Linked DNA regions of Mus musculus: region 1 is linked to region 2. A link is a contact called in public Micro-C data. All regions are on one chromosome and are shown on one strand. Each heading gives the region's core, a stretch centred on a gene start, on an enhancer-like site or on the middle of the called end of the contact. The rest is flanking DNA. Distances are from core to core; before and after follow the strand shown.

What was found. Hi-C and Micro-C count contacts between places; a contact is called where the count stands out from the background.
Region 1: a Micro-C map of stem cell-derived motor neurons shows a contact between it and region 2, with 2.6 times the contacts expected there. The contact joins two enhancer-like sites. A contact is called at or near these places in 1 of 15 datasets of contacts at CTCF or cohesin (embryonic stem cells), 13 of 484 Hi-C or Micro-C datasets (the G1E-ER4 cell line, the HPC-7 cell line, brain and 6 more) and 1 of 9 other capture datasets (embryonic stem cells).

What each region holds. Positions count from the first base shown.
Region 1 is chr6:93,846,971-93,852,103 of GRCm38.p6, forward strand. The region is part of intron 2 of Magi1 (membrane associated guanylate kinase, WW and PDZ domain containing 1); the gene reads right to left. Among named protein-coding and RNA genes, the nearest start is that of Gm22840, 41 kb to the right of the region's middle. Within about 2 kb of position 2,496, at least 54 of the 459 cell types and tissues checked have an H3K27ac peak or open chromatin away from gene starts, as enhancers often do. A contact at or near this core is called in brain, embryonic stem cells and stem cell-derived motor neurons, where this site is marked.
Region 2 is chr6:93,755,544-93,761,189 of GRCm38.p6, forward strand. It overlaps Magi1 (membrane associated guanylate kinase, WW and PDZ domain containing 1), which reads right to left. Exons shown (of 24, transcript NM_001029850.4): 8 at 5,165-5,222; 9 at 2,112-2,221. Among named protein-coding and RNA genes, the nearest start is that of Gm23035, 35 kb to the right of the region's middle. Within about 2 kb of position 2,323, at least 78 of the 459 cell types and tissues checked have an H3K27ac peak or open chromatin away from gene starts, as enhancers often do. A contact at or near this core is called in brain, embryonic stem cells and stem cell-derived motor neurons, where this site is marked.

The DNA.
Region 1 (5,133 bases), core at 1,246-3,745, 92 kb after region 2:
AGTCAGAGTGTTCTGGAGTGACCACAAGACCCAGATAATTGGGCTGGATTTGATAGCAGGATGTGAGTTGTAATCACTGCGAAAAAGAAACTTGTGGTTAAAGGACTGGGGCATAGAGCTGCTAAAAACAACGCATTCCCACCAAAGCTGGGCTTATGACATCAACACATCAGAAGACAGAACAGAGACCCTGGGATAAACCCCTAATGTGCTCTGGCCACTGAGATCTGGCCAATGCCTGCGCTATTTTTGCTCTTACCAAGTATCCAGTGAGTTTTCTTTTCTACCACCAGAATGAATTGGTATTCGGGGTGTTGCTGAGGAGAGCACAGGAGTGGCGTCCTCTGTCTCTACACAATGAACCACAACCCACATTCTCTAACCTTAGGTGCAGATGTTATGCATTTAAACCCAGGTGTTGTCTGGGTTGTATGAGGCAGGACAGGAAGACAACGAAAACTTAGGGACAAGGGAAAGAAGCCCCTCACTCTGGAGTCTAGATGAGGTCTCAAATAGGGGGTACCTTTGAATCGAATTCTACTCCTGTTTGGGCTAGAAACCTATATCTGAGAATCTCCCTATGATTTCATTTATTGAAGAGGGAGAAGAAAAAAAGAAAAAGACAAAAAGAAAAAGTGGGAGAATAGCTGGAAGATGGGAGAGAGAGAAAAAAATGAAGTTTCTTAGAAATGCTCCTAACAATGTAATTTCAGAAGCTACCCAAATGGTACATACATTTTTGGCCCTATTGCCAAGGTATTTAAATCAGTGCTGTCTCTGTCTGTCTCTGAGCCTTAAACTTGCAATGCTGTTAAACAAAGTTGAACTTGAACTGCTAATTCTTCTGCCTCCATCAGCCAAGTGCTAGGTTACATGGTTACATGCCTCTCCCATCATGGCCAGCTGTTAGGCTCTCTTTTGAGAACCGAAAGCCATGTCTTGGTGTCTACATACTGCCCTTCACCAAGGTACATCTCTCCTGCTCTAATGTCTGCATCAAATCCATGCTAGATTCCAGCCTTGCTTCACACTGAGTCATTCTGAAATTCTTCTCTGTGATGAAGCCAGGAATCCTGGCTTCACCAAAGTAGAAGCCTCTAAAGAAAGCCCCTAGGCTGCCCCAGCGGAAACAGTATTGAAGCTGTCTCCAGCTCTCCTGGTCCCTGACAAATAAATCAGCCACATACAGTGAGGCCAACATGCCTTTGCTCCCGCCCTCTTCTGTCCACTCCTACTGTGATACTACAAAGACATTGTTTCCCCCTGAAAGCTATGCTCAACCCTCTTAGGAAGACCCAGCCTCTGGTGTTTCCCTACCATGTCATCATGTTCTACATCTTCCCGTAGCATCTGCTATAAGCATCAGTCTACTGTTCTATGCTCATCATTCTCTATAAACTGTACTACATCACCTGCATCACCCCATGGCTGAATGCTCAACATTCAGAAGAAGACATAGGATGGAAACAGTGAAGATGGGTGGGTTCTAAATGAGAGTCTCCAAAGGCTGGCTGGCTAAGCTTTGTAAGAAAAGTCAAATTCAGGTGATTGGCATCAGATTCAAATGTTTCCAAAATAACTTTCCAAACCCTCTCCTTCCACTGCAGAATCACTGGAGTGTGACATGAAAGGAAGCAGTCACTCACTGTCATAGAAACAGTAGGACCATTTACATTCTCAGTTAACACACGGGTCAAAACCAGGAGACACTGCTGGGAACCAGGGGAGTAACAGCTTCAACAGACAACAAACACCACAGTCAGGAATGATCCTTTATGTGGTACAAACCCAAGGGCTATCCTTTAGTCAGGCTGAAGGGCACGCAGCATCCTTTTTCTGATCTGTCCCTCTCTCAAATCCTGAGACATTTCTCTTGTGTGCCAAGTACTTTCTGAAACATACATTCAAAAATCAATCACGTGAAAGGAGATGCATAATGCGACACTCCCAGATATGGCAGATAAAATATAACGGTGTCTAAAAGAAGTGTGTAATTGGACTAAAAAAATAATTACTGCATCAACGTGGTTCTCATCAATCAGCAAGATCTGTTAGAGACTATAATCTCAGCTAATATAGCCCAACGTCAATTTATGTCCAATATAGATGAACCCCAAACAGCCATGTTCTCTCCCTTTGCCCTTGCATCCTCACTATCTCCTCCCCCCTCAGGGAAACAAGGCACACATGCACACACATAAACTACCACCAAACAGAACTTTCTCCACTGCTCCCAGGGGGCCATTTGAAAGAAAATACCATTCTCTAGGGAACAAGAATACCACCCCCTGGGGAGGCCCTGTCCTTTTAACCTGTCTCTGAGTTTGTGATTGTGGGCCAAAGCATATGTGCTCAATAACAGGAGTGTAAGGAAACATATGTTAAGTAACTCTGCAGCACAACTTGGGATGAAAAGCAGGGCACTGCTTTGCCTGCTGCTGGAAACACAAAGGAATTGGCCTTCCCAGCTTCAGATGGGGTGTGTGCAGCTAGTTAGCATGTGAATCGGTTGCCCTGCATGGAGCACTTTCTGAAGACATGACAGGTGGCTCTTCACAGAACTACAGCATATGCACCAAATGTCCCTCTCACTGTTTCATCAGTACTTTGTCAAGTATGTTTTCCTTCTAGGATTAGAAACACAGAGGACTTCTTGGTCACTGGCAAGGCGTTCTAAACAGAGCAGGATCAGCCCCCGCTATAAGGGCAGCAGCTCTGCCTCCCTGCACATTCTGTTATGAAGGAAATGTGTTTCTGCTTCCTCACGAATCTAAGGCAACATTCAGATCAAATCACAGGCTGAAAGGGCTTGGCAATCAGATAGGCTCAGAGGGAAGTCCGAAGCCACACGCCAGGCCGACTCAGACACTCGGTAGCTAAGGCAATCATCACCACCAACAGAAGACTTCTTAATTTGTATTTGCTACTGGACCACTTTATCTAAAATAGCAATGTGCCCTTTATTCCATCAGCTCATGCTGCTTTATTACGCTCCACTGAAGTATGCATCACCACTGGCATTTTACATTTCTTTTGGGTTTATATATTACCTTTTTTTTTTCTAATTGAGAGGAAACAGGATCTAATGCAGAACAAGCTGGCTTCGAACTCAGTGCTGCAGATGAGACCTGCCTTAATTTCCCGACTCACACCTTTACCTCCTGGGATTAGAGGTATTCCTCCCCAGATCCACTTCTATATCCCTGCTTCATAATGGGGAGCTTGGTGAAGCTTACTGCTATATGCACAGTACCAAGAAGAAAGAGAATCCCATAGCTAAAAAATAGGAGACTAGATATAAATCTAAAATATATAAAGAGCTATATATTTTTTATTTGTTTTGAAAAGGACCTGTATTATAATAAAAAGGATCTTTTGTTTTTGTTTGGGGGGCAGGGTCTCATGTAGCCTAGGTTGGCCTTAAACTCAAAGTGTAACAAAGGCTGACCTTGAATTTCCGATCATCCTGTTTCCGTATCCCCTGGGCTTAGAGATGTACCATCAATCATGGTATATCCAGAGCTAGAAGCTGAACCCACCAGGGCTTTGGGAATGTTATACAAGCACTCTACCAACTGAGCTACATCCCTAGCTGTGTTTTGACCAAGGAGTTTTGATATAGTAGATATTGATCTAAAAATAAAAATTATCACTTTTTTCCCCCAACAAACAGACATCATAGTGCATTTCCAGAAGCTTCCTGAGAGCAGTGGAGAGCTCAAGGCCCTTCAGCTCTGCCTCTCAGGGCTTCCGTTCATCTACCCCGAGTTTCATCCACACTGTACGACCACACCTTTCCCGATGAACTGACCCTCTCGCTTCTTGCTCAGGGCAACAGCAAACGTAGCCATGCTGATGGCACACAACGACCAGTGTGCTGTGAGAGGGAAGGACGAGGAAGAGCAGCAGCAAGGTGCTGCTTAGCTTCATGGTTCCCGGTGGTGGAAGGAAGAACCAGCCTGCCTCCATTTTAGGCTTAAAAAAAATCTTAGCTGTAAAGGCAAACCCGGTTCATTCCTGTTTATGACTAAACCTCTGTTTCACAAGGATTATACTATGCCCCACCTGTAACCTTAACTACAAATGCTTCTGTACTGCCTGTTCCAGGCATGGCAATCATGTCTTTGTTTTTAAAAGTTGTTTATGACCACCTTGCAACCCTGCCTTCATTTCCAAAGGGCTATATGGCCACCTATGACTGCCTGCTGTCTTATTACCTTATTATGCCCTCCTTGCAAGCATGTCTTTGTTTCAGGAGGTTGTTAGGAATAGTTTGCTATGCTTATGTTCTCCTCCTATAACTCTACCTATGTTGCCTGACAAATTTCACATTTGGAAATTCTAGCCCCCTATTCCTGAGCTAGAAAAGCCTTGCCTTCCTCATGCCCAGTGCTGACCTCTCTGAATCTGTCTTATGGGAGGTAGCTCCTGTACATAAGTTTAAAAGCTTGCTTTAACTTATCGTTTGCTTTAATTAATTTGGCCATGATGATTTGAGTCTGAGGTCGTCCTCCTTCCATCTTTGAGATGAATAGCAGTAAGCCCTCAAAAGCCCTGAGTGTTCCTCAGTCTCTGAAGGGCAAGGAACAAAAGCACTAGTGTTGTTGGGTTTGTTTGTTTGTTTGTTTAAGATACTCAAGCACAAATCAGGAATGTTTTCTTAGGCAAAGGCAGGAGAATCATGGATTTGACAATATTCTGAGCTATACAGTAAGTTCCTATCTCAAAACTCCCAAGAGTTAGGAGTGTAGCTCAGTATTAAGACACCTTCACAGATGCAAAAGACCCTTGGTCCTGAGCTCTGAAGACAATGTCTGTGCTCTTTTAAGAAAATCTGTCTAGAGAAAACAGTAATCTGAATGTACATTAAAACATAACAATATGTTTCATGTTTATTTAAAAAAGAGAAACTGCCAGACATGTGATCCACATGGCTGAGGCAGGAGGGTCAAGTACAAGGTCAGCCTGGGCTTATCATGAGACATAGTTTCTATCGGAAGGGATGAAGAGAAAGGAAGGAAGGGGAAAAAAGAAAACTGAATAAATGGAAGAAATTTATCATTGTAGACAGTTAACGATCACCTTTCTGTTCTCATGAGAAGATACTATTCAGTAACCAAAAATTTGTATTTG
Region 2 (5,646 bases), core at 1,073-3,572:
CCCTCCCTCCCTTTGTGGTAAGGTCAGTGAAATATCTCTCTCTCTCTCTCTCTCTCTCTCTCTCTCTCTCTCTCTCTCTCTCTCTCTCATTAAAGAAATATGGCACAACTGGTAAAAATCTGACTTTAAAGGTTTTAAGTGAAAACCAAATTTTGGTTTTCTTTTCCTTTGTTTTTTCAGGTATGGATTTGCTTGAAGGTAGCCATGTGAGAAAGGACCTTCTTAAGGCTCAGTGAGGGGTGCGCTGGTCTGCAGAGCCTACCTGTCTTGCCTGGTAAGTTGGATGAAAATATACGCCATTATTTTGTTGCGGCACTAACTTCTGTTGTCTCTGAAACTCAAAGGGAAGCTACTGCCTGTAACATCTTGCAGTGAGTGATCTTTAAGATGTAAAGCAGTCACCTTCCCTTAGCTATATGCCCACAGCTCAAACCACATTTGCTGGGACTACTATCTTTAAAAATATCTTTAAAAATATTTTTAAAAGTTATCCTTAAATTAAAAAGGGAATTAAGCCAGAGAACTTTTCAGCTGGTGCATAGGGGTAGTAGAGAGTAAAGCATGGTTTACCAGCTAAACTGGGCTCAATGTCTGCCTTATAGAAGTACATGGCATAAATGCTTTTCATTCATTCATTCACTTACTACTTATTTATTTGGATTTTTCGAGACAGGGTTTCTTTGTGTAGCTCTGGCTGTCCTGGAACTTACTATGTAAACCATGTTGGCCTTTCACATTTTTAAAAGGTTAAAATTGAGTATTTTCTGATACACGAAAATTAGAGATTCAAATGGGTGTTCATGAATAAAGTTTTATTGACACACAGAATTGCCTATATTTATATATTATCTGTATCTGTTTTACACTATAAAGATGAGTAGTTATTACAAGAACTATGTAACATCAATGCTAAAACATTTGTGATGTTTATATATATTTATAGTAGTAACATTTGGCTACTCCCATAGTTTAAGGACTATATTTGATTATGTTCAAGGACTCAGTGCTTGCTTGGGTAGATACTTGGTGTGATGAGGTCCTCAGTACAATTTCTAGCACCATACACATTTAAAATATATAGTATATAAATTAATTATGTTAAATATTTAATATATAAATTAATTAAATATATAATAATATATAGCATATAATATGTATTATATATAACGTGGGAACAAAAGTGTTATAGTTCATATTCACATAATTGATATTATACTTAGATGGTATAAAGCCTACCACTGAAAGATTTAATGAAAAATTAGGAAAACCTTAAATATTAATAAATGGATAGCTACATATTAGTAGAAACACTCATTACGTAGCACATCTTTTAGCCATTAAAACTATGAGTCAACTCAAACCTTCAAGCAGGTTTAAGAAATAAAAAGTGAAAAAAAGTTGCTCAAATGAAATATATTTACTCACAAAATTATTCTTGGTTTTGGTATTTGTGATTTTTATTTACCAGAAAAATTCTACACAGTGAGCCCCTAAGAATGGGATGGGGCAAGCACTGGAAGATTTAATGTTCCCCCCTCTTCCTGGGTTATTTTGATTTCTCTAAAGAATATGAATTTGTTTGGGGCAGTGGTGGCACACGCCTTTAATCCCAGTACTTGGGAGGCAGAGGCAGGCGGATTTCTGAGTTTGAGGCCAGCCTGGTGTACAGAGTGAGATCTAGGACAGCCAGGGCTACACAGAGAACCCTGTCTTGAAAAACCAAAATAAAATAAAAAAAAAATAAAAGAATATGATTTGTGACTTCCCAGAAGCATGCAGATCCTTCTGTACGGCGTTTCTAACGTGAAAAAGGAGCCTAGTGCCCAGAAACTCTGCTTAAATGTTACACAGGGATCACCATGCAAATGCTGCAGGGGCCCAAATTCCCTCAGCTCCGCAAGTTAAATTCCATCCAAAGCAAGGCAGAGGTCTGAGCGCTATGCAGGGGCGCCCCCTTCTGCAGTGTGCTGGGGTGTGCTGTTGGAGGGAGGGGTGACTAGAGGAGAAAAGAATCTATCATCAAGGCCAGCTCTGACCACACGGGGGTGACAGTGCCTAGGCTTTACCCCACACTCCCAGCTCAGGGAAATGCCTCCAGCAAAGAAGCCAACCTTCTGGCTGCGGTGGCTGAGGCTGCTGCTGTTGCTGCTGCTGTTCAAGCTGTTTCTTCCGTTTGGCTTCTAGGACTGGGTTTTCATATTGCGTCTTCCTGTTGATGTGGCTGGGAAGAAAGGAAAGCAGTTCTCAGGGAGGAAATACTCATTCTAGCAAGAAAAGGCCGGGCAAATCGATTAGTTGAGGCACAGCAGAGGGTCTGGAGTGGATATGCAGATAGACATAAACACAGCTCCCATTATGGCTGTGTATGTGCAGTGAGACCTAGGGTGTGGTTGGAATGCATCTTACTAGAAATCCCTAGCAAATGTCCTGAGGCAAATAGCTTTACTCACCAGCGGAAAGCCCTTGTTTACAGGGAACCTGTTCCCAGAGCCCCAGTGAATGCTGGAGCCCAGGATAGCGTCCAATCCAATATGAATATGGTTTTCCCTCTGCATCTGTACACACCTATGACCCAGTTTAACTTATAAAACAAGCACAGCAACAGATCAACAGCAACAATTCACTGTAGCCCTCAGTAGTTTCCACATATGATTTATTTCCTTAGCCACTTAAAGGAACTTCTGCCTGCCTCTTCAGCACGTTCCAATTGCCCACGCTGTGACCTTTGTGCTCTGGGCCTATCAGGAAGTTAAATAAGGGACATTTGAACACAGTGTATGACAGTGTATGACACTGTGACAGCTGACCTTGTAACTGAGCTGGCCACCAAGTGACTGATTGACAGGCAGTGCATAAAGCTTAGCTGCACTGGATGAGGGGTGCTTTGTGGCCTAATCTCCATGGAGCAGCAAGGAAAGAGACCTTACCGTGCCCTGAATGACACCCAACTTGAAACTTAAATTTTATTTATTTTTTTCTAAAGTTTTCTATGCCATTTTTTTTTTCAAGCAACAATTCACCTTGAGTATGTGAAGCATGTAAGTGTGGACACAATAGTATTTCATGTGGGGATGAGAAGTACGCCTCTGTGTAGTTCTCTTTGTGTGGCATTATTAACTAGTATGCTCACTCAGCTATGCTTGCTTTTGAATTCAAGGGCTTGAGCCAGTGACTCTACCCCTATTTCAAAGCTAGCATCTGAGAGGGGGGGGGTACATTAAATTCACCAAGAAGTACACTCTGAATTACTAAGAATTAAGAGTCAACTGGAGCTGGGATGTTGTCTGTGGTCTACAATAGCAAAACTCTTGAATGGCTTTACATAGCAAGGTATGGAGAAGCCTAAGGGTGAAGTCAAAAGGACTCCACTAACATCTGTCAATTATGGCAACCCAATGAATGACCAAGAGGAAAGACCAAATTCACAGCCTATAGGCAATGATAGTTCTAAGGTAGTTAAACTATGTGAATGCAATGTATTTAAAGTGACAAAGATCCAGACATTTTAGATGACTCTGTCACTAGTAAGGCCGGGCAAGCACACGCACTTACCCCCACAACGCACACACATCAACATACACCCATCATCCACATGAGTGTTTCTGTGTGATGGCCTTATTTATTTTGTATTTATACTAAGTATAAATACATGTATATATAGATGGTTTCACATATACATATGTGTGTATGTACACGTGTATGTACTCCTTTAGCCAAAACAACAGTTCATTAGAAGTTTGGGGGCATACCTATTACGTTACTATTTAAAACATCAAGTATTGCTTTTGAAAATGAGACTTTTTCTTTTAAAGAATAGTTTATCAAATAGGGTGGACAGATTATCTTTAATTCTTATTAAAAGGATATTTGCCTCTTTGTTCCTTTAGACAATCTCATGTAAGAAATTGCCTAGCACTAGCATGCCCTGTGGATCTGCCATGAAAAGACCGAGAAGCAAACCTTGTAAGTTCTGTCTTCCCACTTCGGGACCTGGTTTCTTCTTGGTTCATAGTGGTACCCAGCTGCATCCTTTCTTACTAAATGCACAAGCTAGCTAAGTACCAATGCAAGCCCGGCCTTGCCTGGCAGCAGCCTCTCTGTTTGTCAATATAAAAGATCTTCAGAGCTCACAAAGGACGTGTACTTTATGAAGGTCAATAAAAATGACTTTGCTTGTATCTGATGTTGAAGTTTCTCCCTGTTCTGTAGAGGGGAATCAGGCCTTGTACTGGTCAAGGGCACTTGCTATACTGAACTCCTGCAACTGCTTTACAGTAAGACGCTGGCATCTTATTGCAGCCTGGCATTTTTACATAATATGTTCCTATTATTGGGGCATTATACAAGTGACTTTTTATTGCCAGCAACATGAGAAAGAGAAAGGAGGCCTTTTATCTTCACTGTGGCATGAAGGACAATAATGACACAAAATTCACATGGTGCTTGTCTTGTTCAAAGGAACTGTTACAGTTTTCTCTCTTTCCTTAGAGGAAAAGCTGCGATATATGTTGATATTGATGTTTGCAGTATTCTACCTCTTGGTTATTGTTAAAATTTTTTTTTAGCATCCTGCTAATCAATGATTTTAGTAACATGACAAAGTACATGTCCAATGCTAGAATGAAGTCTATAGTAAAGAGATCACACTACAGGCTGAGAATCCTGGGAGAGGCCAGGAGGGACAGATAACAGGCCCTGCATCTTATCCCAGTTTTCCACTTCCTTCTTACTCTTGGCAAAGTTTCATAAATTATTAAGATTTGTCTAACCCTTTTAGAATGGCAGAGTGAATAAATAATTGCTATGAAGTTCAGACCTAGGCATCAAAATAAGAGCAGTCAGGCTGCTCTGAAAAAGCACAAGCTTTCTGTAGTTTTTAATCGGCTCTCCTGCAGCCAGCTCTTCACTACCACTCGCTGAGAACCTGTGGTGCACACTGGGTCTTGGGGATTCGGAAGTTAACAAAAGCCATGTATACCGACTTCCTTTCTGAATTTCTCCAGGTTTGGTGAATATTTGCTTACTCACTAAACTCTTCCTCTTTCCATTATAAAATTAATAATATCATGCTGAACCTTGTAACAATGCTAAGATGTGTTTCGTATAATATACACAATGGCCCAGGAGTGCAAAATCTATATGTGGAATATCCACGGACACTTACTCTACATAGTAGACACCGTAGACAGGGTCTTCAATCTTTTCCCAGCCAGCAGGCAACTCTGAAAAACAAAAGACCATTAGCACAGGACGAGAGCTGATTCAGGAGCTCAGACACTGAGTCAGTCAGCGGAGGGTGACGCACTCAAATATCTTGAACACAATTAAAACTGTGTATTCTAACGCAAAGAAGCACTGACTGCTTTTTCTTTGTTCTTTTATACATGGAAAATGTCTCTCTATCTATTGGTATTTTACTTAAGAAAATAAAACAATAAAATGCAGTCCTAGCTGCCTTCATCATCAGCCAAGTATTGAATTAGATTTTAATAGAAATACTTAAAACTTTCTTTAACACCTAGTTCTTCCCTTAAGTGTTTATAGTTTTCTCATTCTGTTTCCAGACTACTTTGCCACATATGTAAGAACACATAAAAATTACTTTCGTTTCATTTTCAAGTCAGTGGTTTTATTTTGCTTTCCTTG